3 separate regions of the Mus musculus genome follow, and all the other regions are linked to region 2. Evidence: chromatin contacts called from public Hi-C and HiChIP or PLAC-seq data. All regions are on one chromosome and are shown on one strand. The core of a region is the stretch at or near the end of the contact, and the rest is flanking DNA. Distances in the headings are between cores, read along the strand shown.

Region 1 (2,700 bases), core at 34-2,533, 160 kb before region 2:
AACATGTAAACAATCCAGCCCCTCTGCTGCCCTCATTGCCCCTCACATGTCAATCTACACACTTACTTCTGTACAAAGCGATTCGATTCTTCAGTCTCTCAGTGCTCCTTCTCCCCATAGGTGCTAGACCATTCCTTCTAAAAAAGGATATAGGAATCTATTTAGTTCTCTCTGTGATACATCACAAGCACCTAGAATGGCATCAGGTACACTATAAATACAGAAATAAAGACTGTTTGACTCTAAATCAGAAGCTAACATCTCAATAAAAGTTGGTAAAGGTTGGAATGAGGTCCAGTGGTACGGTACCAGAGCAACATGCATGAAGCCCTAGAGTTGACCTTCAGTACCACCATAGAAAGCGAAAACAATTCTTCCTCTCATGGTGTTGGTGGCCACTTCCTCTGTTTTACCAGACATTCTCATTACCTTGTGGTCACCAGCAGTGGCAGTATTGCCTGTGAGTGATGTCAAGCTATCACTTGGCGTTTTCTTTAGTGCGAGTCAGCATGCAAGAGTCTGTTCTCCGGTCCTCCCAGGTCTGAGTGCAGGAGTCTGTTCTCCAGTCCTCCCAGTAATCACAAATTAACACAAATCACTTTGGCTTATTTTCTGCTTCAAGCAGTCACCCTGAGCTTCTAGGGATCATTTGCCATACACTAAGAGCATGTAGAATTGATCTTTCAAGTACGTTGGAGGGCACTGCCAAGATGGTTTAAACAGCATTGCCAAACATCAACAAGGAGAAATTACAAAAGAGGAGTACCACCTAAAGAGCTGTCGCTGACTTGTGCAGATGTCGTAGCTGACACAGAATCTCAGAATACAGAACACCTCAAAACCTCAAGATATAACTGTTCTTCTCTTCTGTCACCAGAGAAGTGTCCTTCTTTAAACTCCTCTTGATAGAACTGGCCAGGAACACTGCTGTGGAAGGACATTGCATTCCCAGCACAAATCCATATGGTTTGTGAGTTCTGTTCCCTGTGACACTTTTATGAAGGTTATGTGTATGTCCCCGTTCATCTTCATTCTCCTGGTGCTAATTGCTGTCTCTTGCGCTCTGCTACTGTGTATGGAGACCACGTGCTGCCCTGACACTGCCCCAGCTGTGGTGTGCCACACGACCCTGCTGTCCTCAGATAGGAACCTGCTGCTGCCTAGCCACAACAGCTGGAAGTGTTCTGCTCTGAAAGAAATTATGACACAGCTGACAAGTCCAGGGACTGGGTGGATTCTCTAGGGGAAGCCTGTGACAACTAAAAGCCTCCCATGTCCTGTTGGATGTGGGTCTCATGTCTGGAGCTGATAGTGAGGCTCCACGCAGACACTTCCTGCAAGGGAAGTCATGTGTTGCAGACAGCAAGATTGACACGGATCCATTTTTGTGAGTAATCAACACTTCTCAGTCACTCATTCCTCTTTATTAAGAGTAGAGAGAAAGAAAAGGCGATGATACCGAAATTCTTCCTTTATTCTTTATCATCCTGGGATTATATTTTTACACATATATGAATGTATATGACCTCTTTGTGACTTAGAAAGTATCTCCAATAAGATTGACAGTATCAATAATAATTGATTCCTTTATCCTAATCTACCATGCCTCTCCCTACCACTAAGCTAACTATTATCTACAGTTTTATGTTTAAAATTGTCATGCTTTTAAGAATGATTCCATTATTTAGGTATGTATGTTTAAACCACAAAGTGTTCAGTTTCTGAGTTTTTCAACCACAGTATCACGCTATCTATAGTTTTCTGGGATTTACCAGGTTTTTGTGGCTGTCAGTCAAATACCCCAATGAAAACAACTTAGGAGAGAGAAGGCATTGCTCCTGTTTGTTGTTCCAGAGAGATAAACTCAGCCATGGTATGAAAGATATGGTGGCAGGAGCACAAGACAAGCTTGTTCTATTGCCAGAGCAGTCTGAAGGCAGACAAAACAGCAAGGAGAGCCACCCTTTGTGATGCTTCCTCCACCAAGGCTTCCTCATCTTCTAAAGATTCCATAACTTTCCCAAGGAGGTGGGAGCCAAATGTGCAACTGTATCCCTCCTATGAGGGGCATTCCATATTCAAACCACAACACCATGTCTTCACTTAAACATTTTCTAGGTGCATTCACATGTTCCTGAAGGTCGGGGATCCCTCATTTGGACCATTGAGCTCAGTAGGCTTCTGTATGACTGGACTAAAACGTACCTGGGTCCCTGCCATGGTGTGCTCTTTCTGGTGCTCTGAGCACACACCTTTGGCAGTTGGTGCGTGGCTATTGGTTCAGGAGATTCGTGAGTACCTCCAACAAATGGACTGCTTTGGATGAGCACGTGTGTGTTTCATTACTTTAGAGAGAGAATTGCCTTTCCAAATCAGTTGTTCTATCCCCAGCATTGTCTCAGGTCCCATTCATCTATATTCTTTCAACACTTGACTCATTTAAATACTCAGAATGTTTCTTTTGAGGGAAAATAATAGTTTGATGTAATGAAACCTTTGACCCTTGCTGTGACCGTGAAAAGAACCAACAACAGGTAGTTAGTGCCTTCCTGGGCCTCCAGCTTCTCCTAAACCAATGCCCTTAGCTCTCCTTTGCCATGTAGTCACTCATACTTTGGTTTCTCAGAGAGGTCAGAGGCATACTGGAGGGTTCTATATGCGTCAAGGCTTCAACTATTTATTTTCACATTAGAATATGTG
Region 2 (2,700 bases), core at 185-2,684:
CAAAACAAAATCTTAGAGGTTAGTGAATTCCCAGCTGAGCCTGGATTAGAGACCCATATCTAAGTGTAACAGAGTGGCTTGGACTCAGAGTCAGCCATGGAGAGAGTTACTCTTAGCTCCTGCCCCCAATCCTCAGTGCCTAATTGTAAGGTTACGAAATCTGACAGTGGTTTTTTTTTTTTTTTTTTTTTTTTCCTGAGGGGAAAAAACAAAAACCATTTCATCTCCCTTCATTCAGTCCCTGGGTTCCTGTTCCCTTTGCTTTTCTTCTTACCTCCCAGATGACTATCATTCCCTGAGAAAGACAGTCCCAGCTGGAATGAAGGATGGGAAAGGTTCTTTCTCCAAAGCCATGAGTCCTGTTTTGTGTTTTATTAGGCCAGCTCTCTATGAGGAACCCTAGTAGCCCAGAGGATGGGAGAAGAGAAAGCAAGCACAAGAAGAAAATATACAGTCTTTACAAAAGGTGTCAGGCAAAGAGAGGCTGCCAGGAGCCACAGAGTCTTCTTTAAGACAGGAGAGAAGTGAGTTGCATCTCACTGGAAAGATTCTCAGCTCGCAAAATATGTTCCACAAATCCATATAACCTCTCTCATCGCCTGCCCATTCCCAGTCAACTGCATGTATGGTGTGTGTGTGTGTGTGTGTGTGTGTGTGTGTGTGTGTGTTTGTGTGTACATGTGTGTTCAGTAGTCAAGTGTGTTCCTATGCACTAGCAATTCCCTGATACCTTCAAAGAGACTGGATGGTAATGGATTTTCTTTTTCTTATTTTCCCTCCCTCCCTCCTTCCTTCTCACCCTCTCTCCCTTCCTTCTCTCCAGTAATTTCTTTCTACCACTTCCTTCCCCTATTTACCTCAGGTAAATTTTAAACAGTAAAATGCATCTGGAAAAAAAAATCGTCCCAGCGATCAGCATTTTCCTTTCAAACATTTGGTTTGGTAAAATACGCCTCTTCTCGTCCGGACAAATAGGACCTATGACTTCTGTGTTAGCCAGTGCACGGTAATGCAGTCTTGGTAAAGCCCTGTGGTCTTAGCCGGTATTAACTAAGGGCTGCAGGGTTTTGATTGTTATTTCTTGGGAGGAAGAGTGACTGTGAGATGTTTTAGGGGGAAAGGCCACTTAGAGCAAAGGGTCTGGCCCTTTCTCTGAGTTCTCAGAGCAATCAGTTGGGATTCCCTCAAAGGAAAGGGGCCTTAGGAGATGAGTCTCGGCAATGGTTCTAAGTTACTCCTTGACTTGAGAGGAAGAAGGAATCCGGTACAGGCATGTTGCAATCGGTTGCTGGAAACCAGGTCTGAGCGTGAAGTCTCCTGTGCTTGTGAAAGGGGTCTGGGAAGTCTGTTGGGCCTAGCAGGCCCCTCCCCTGGGCTGCATGGATCCGCCTCTCTATTCCCCAGATAAATTCTTAGTGTCCACCAAATTCCTCGGCGCTCTTTCACTCTCCGTTAAGGCCAGGACTCCAGTGGTGGGGAGATAGAGCACTGGTTTCCCTGTCGCGGGATCCCTTGTGATCGTTTTCCACGACTCTGTAAAGGGAAAGCTGGGGGACGGGACTGCCAGATCCCACCTCAAACCCAACACACGAAGTGGCAGCTCCAAACTTTTGAGACCCTTTCGTTTCCGTTTCAGCGTCTCTCTCTCCCTCCCTCCCTCCACCTCTCTAAACATGTCCACTGGCTCCCTCAGCGATGTAGAAGACCTTCAAGAGGTGGAGATGCTGGACTGTGACTCCCTGAAAGTGGACTCCAACAAGGAGTTTGGAACTTCCAACGAGAGCACCGAGGAGGGCTCCAACTGCGAGAACGGGTCTCCACAGAAGGGTCGCGGTGGCCTAGGCAAGAGGAGGAAGGCGCCCACTAAGAAAAGCCCGCTCAGCGGGGTCAGCCAGGAGGGCAAGCAGGTCCAGCGCAACGCGGCCAATGCTCGTGAGCGGGCCCGCATGCGGGTGCTGAGCAAGGCCTTCTCCAGGCTCAAGACCACCCTGCCCTGGGTGCCCCCGGACACCAAGCTCTCCAAGCTGGACACTCTCAGGCTGGCGTCCAGCTACATCGCTCACTTAAGGCAGATCCTGGCCAACGACAAGTACGAGAACGGTTACATTCACCCAGTCAACCTGGTGAGTCCTCCCGCGCCTCTGGCTGGGCCTGGGGACGCGGGCGAGAGCGTGACTCGTTAAATCGCCGCCCTAGCATCTCTGGGAACCTCCGCGCGGGCTCCACGCAGCGCCCTGGCTCTCTGCACCAAGCGCCCCGAGCCCGCGAGTGATTTGTGCTAGGGTTTGACGTGGCACCCCATTAAGGGATTTCCGAGGGTATTCAGTTGGCAAAGACCAGGGATCCCCGCGCAGGGTGCCATTTCCTCTGTCGTGAAACTGAGCAGACGCTGGGCACCCAGAAGACCTATCTTACTTTGTCTCTTTTGGCTAAGAGCAAACTTGAGTTCCCCCTCCGATTCTTATAAGCACCTAAGTCAGTTCTTTCCGCTGGTATATTTAGGGCTATTAAATGCAGACATATTTATGTTCTTCCACCTCCATAACTGTCTATGCAAATCCCCCCCCCCCCCAGCTACTTAAATATTCTGTGTTTGGCTAAGTAGATTACCATTTTAAATCCCAGAAATTCCAGCCACTGTCAACGCAATCAGTAAATCCGCTCAGGTCCTAGTACTGGACAAAATAACAGCCATGGGTT
Region 3 (2,700 bases), core at 129-2,628, 230 kb before region 2:
TAAAAAGAGATTTGGGGACTTCAGTCTTCCACTTGGACTTGGAATTTATTCATCTAAAGAGCACTGAATACATCTTAGTGAAAGAAAACTGTACTGTTTATAGAGAAACAAAAATGTAACAGAGCAACTGGGGTCCAACTAGCAAGTCCATCTGACAGGACAGGTTTCCTTCATAGGAGATGCTTAGTGGATCATTGTCGGATGAGACATTGTATGAGAGTCATAGACATAAGGCAAAAGCAGTGACTTGTAGAAATCGTATTAGAAAAATATCAGAACTGAGAGCAATGGCAGGTGTACACAGGAAACATTGGGCCTTGTACAGGAAGTGCAGGACCTCTCACAGGGTGCCAACCCTGGGAGCTGTGGAAGAGGGATGCAAAGTTATCAGATGTGAGTTGAAGTCTTCTTTATATAAAACTGCAGGATGTAATGAATTTGTTTTGTGTTGTTTGAACCTTTTCTTCCCTGATAGAACCAGAAAGCTGCATGAAAACTCATCAATTCTCTGCACTTCTGAGAATGTATGATCCCAGGAACACAGCTGAGCAACTGTAGTTACTCAAATCGGGAGGGGAAAGGGAGGGTGGGGGTGGAGAAGCTCCATGGGAAAAATGTAATAGTTTTAATGTCACTGCAAGACGTCTTGCTGATGTTTTAGCTACGGATTAAAAAGAAAAGAAAACTAGAAGAGAAAAGCGGAGGTTGTGTCCAGGATAAAATGAGTCATGGTTTAACGACTAAACAGAATCTCCAGATTATAGGAACACAAACGCACTCATGTCAAGATTTGTGGACCTGGACCCCCTGCACTCGACGATGGCTGCCCAATAGGCTTTCTTTTTTTACTAACAAACCAATTTTTGCTTTTCTTTTACTACAGTAATTGTTATTCTTGTAAAATGATCTTTGCAAAGTAGCATTTTCCTAGTCTTTGTAACCTCATATAAGAAAACACCCATATTTCTCTTGCCATTATCACAGAGGACGGCTGCCTCCCAACTTCAGAGAGAACAAAGTTATAGTCTTCTGAATACATGGGTGGTAGTTTGAACTTGACCTAACACAGTCAAGCTTACAAGTAGCCTAACTTCCAGAAAGAATGCCTGAGCTCAAGGTAGAGATGCTATATGGTGCTCTACTGTGGGGGTGGCATGAGTTTTCCAAAATATCTGGGAGGTAGGCAAGTCAAAGATGGCTGTAAGGACCAATCACTGTTTCTGATTTCGTATTTTCTATACATTAGTGAAAGAGTTAAACAACATGTTTGAAGGGAACGTTTAATAACAGAAGACATTTATGATGTTTACTCAATGTTCTGGACCATTAAGCATCAATGACATGAGTTATTGTATGTAATATCTGGCCAAAAATCTTCGACCAGGCTGCATTTTACAACTCTCAGGGCTGCCAGCATCCCAATTTAAAATAGCAATCTGTGGTCAGACCCTTGTTTTCTCAGAGGACTTTGGATTTGAAAGGATCTCGTGTTGCCAGAAAGTACCTTTTGAAGTTTACATTAAGATGGATATTTATTTATTTTTTGCCTATAACAATGACAGTGGTTGAGATAAACTGTTTAATTCTAAATAGAAAACACATCTGCTGTGTCTGCATTGTTTGTGGTTGCTGGAGGGGTGACAATTTAAACCAAGTAGCACACATGACATTTTAAGTGAGATGCCGCATGACGGCTCGCAGCTGCTAACGTTGTCCTCTTGTGCTCTGAGTGGCCCAGTGTGGGTGCCCGAGTCAAAGTTCCCCGTAAGTGAGCCTACTGTGCATGGGTAGCCAGTGCCTTCTGAGGACTCAACCCCATGGTTTCCCTAGTTACACTTACGTGTCAATTTATGCAAATAAACCAATATGTATTTTTTCACCCTTGTTTGCTGTTCGTTTGAACATATAGAATGTATAGATTCATCTGGAAAGTGGACATCTTTGTACCCTTAAATTCTTCTATAAATGTTCCTCATGCTTCATAAAAATTTCAAAAATATATTCACATAGTACTGTACAATTCTTGTTACACCTAGTGCCTATGTATTGAAAAAACAGCCATTTTGAATTGGCTGTAGCCTGTAATATGGACCTTCCTCCTTTTTTTCTTTTTTTGTATGAAGTGGAATTAGTGACTTGACTGTCAGTTTCTAACCAGTAGGCTGACTGAATCTCCTATTATGTTATGCTTTTCAGTTCATAGGGATAGAAGGGCTTGTGTAAGTTATGATAATGTTGCTTTCTATATTATAAATAAGATATGCATTTAGTTTTATTATTTTTCGGTCAATTATCTAATACTGTCAATGCACTATTTAAAATGATTGCAGTACTGGGTATTGTAATCAGTTTTCTGATGCCGTTACAATACTGAAGGTAGTCAACTTAGATTGGGTAAGATGTATCTTGACAGGATCCTTCTGCTTATATCACCCAACTCCATCACTCTGGGCCTTGGCCGATGCTGATCTTGAAGGTGAGGCCATGTACCGTGGTGGGCCATGCAATGGTTCAGGTCCTGGCAAGCCAGATGTGACCAACAGAGAGAAGAAGCAAGGCCACCTGGTTTCCATTGTCCCCTGTGAAGCCATACTCACAGTGAGCTAATCCTCCCAACACCACTCCTGACTGCGCAGGTTTCTACCACCTCCAATAGTAACCCAGCTGGGAATAAGAAATTCAACATATGGGCTTGGGGGT

What was found. Hi-C and Micro-C count contacts between places; a contact is called where the count stands out from the background. HiChIP or PLAC-seq counts read pairs in DNA pulled down with a chosen protein or histone mark.
Region 1: a contact with region 2 is called in an H3K27ac HiChIP or PLAC-seq map of heart atrium, with 7 read pairs. The contact joins the enhancer-like site here to the promoter of Tcf21 in region 2. A contact is called at or near these places in 2 of 39 promoter capture datasets (3T3-L1-derived adipocytes and stem cell-derived epiblast-like cells), 3 of 484 Hi-C or Micro-C datasets (all in uterus), 3 of 115 datasets of contacts at active chromatin or transcription factors (cardiomyocytes, embryonic limb bud and heart atrium) and 1 of 9 other capture datasets (embryonic stem cells).
Region 3: a Hi-C map of uterus shows a contact between it and region 2, with 3 times the contacts expected there. The contact joins the enhancer-like site here to the promoter of Tcf21 in region 2. A contact is called at or near these places in 14 of 39 promoter capture datasets (the 3T3-L1 cell line, the C10 cell line, cranial neural crest and 7 more), 3 of 484 Hi-C or Micro-C datasets (all in uterus), 5 of 115 datasets of contacts at active chromatin or transcription factors (craniofacial prominence, embryonic forebrain, forebrain and 2 more) and 3 of 9 other capture datasets (embryonic stem cells, macrophages and pancreatic islet).

The regions. Positions count from the first base shown.
Region 1 is chr10:22,980,499-22,983,198 of GRCm38.p6, reverse strand. Gm35126 (a long non-coding RNA gene) reads right to left here. Exons shown (of 3, transcript XR_380184.2): 2 at 67-137. Among named protein-coding and RNA genes, the nearest start is that of Gm35126, 5.4 kb to the right of the region's middle. Within about 2 kb of position 1,283, at least 8 of the 459 cell types and tissues checked have an H3K27ac peak or open chromatin away from gene starts, as enhancers often do. A contact at or near this core is called in heart atrium, where this site is marked.
Region 2 is chr10:22,818,877-22,821,576 of GRCm38.p6, reverse strand. It overlaps Tcf21 (transcription factor 21), which reads left to right and starts at 1,434. Exons shown (of 2, transcript NM_011545.2): 1 at 1,434-2,123. The coding sequence starts at 1,674. The region is part of intron 4 of Gm10824 (a long non-coding RNA gene); the gene reads right to left.
Region 3 is chr10:23,051,594-23,054,293 of GRCm38.p6, reverse strand. No RefSeq gene overlaps it. Among named protein-coding and RNA genes, the nearest start is that of Gm35179, 50 kb to the right of the region's middle. Within about 2 kb of position 1,378, at least 3 of the 459 cell types and tissues checked have an H3K27ac peak or open chromatin away from gene starts, as enhancers often do. A contact at or near this core is called in uterus, where this site is marked.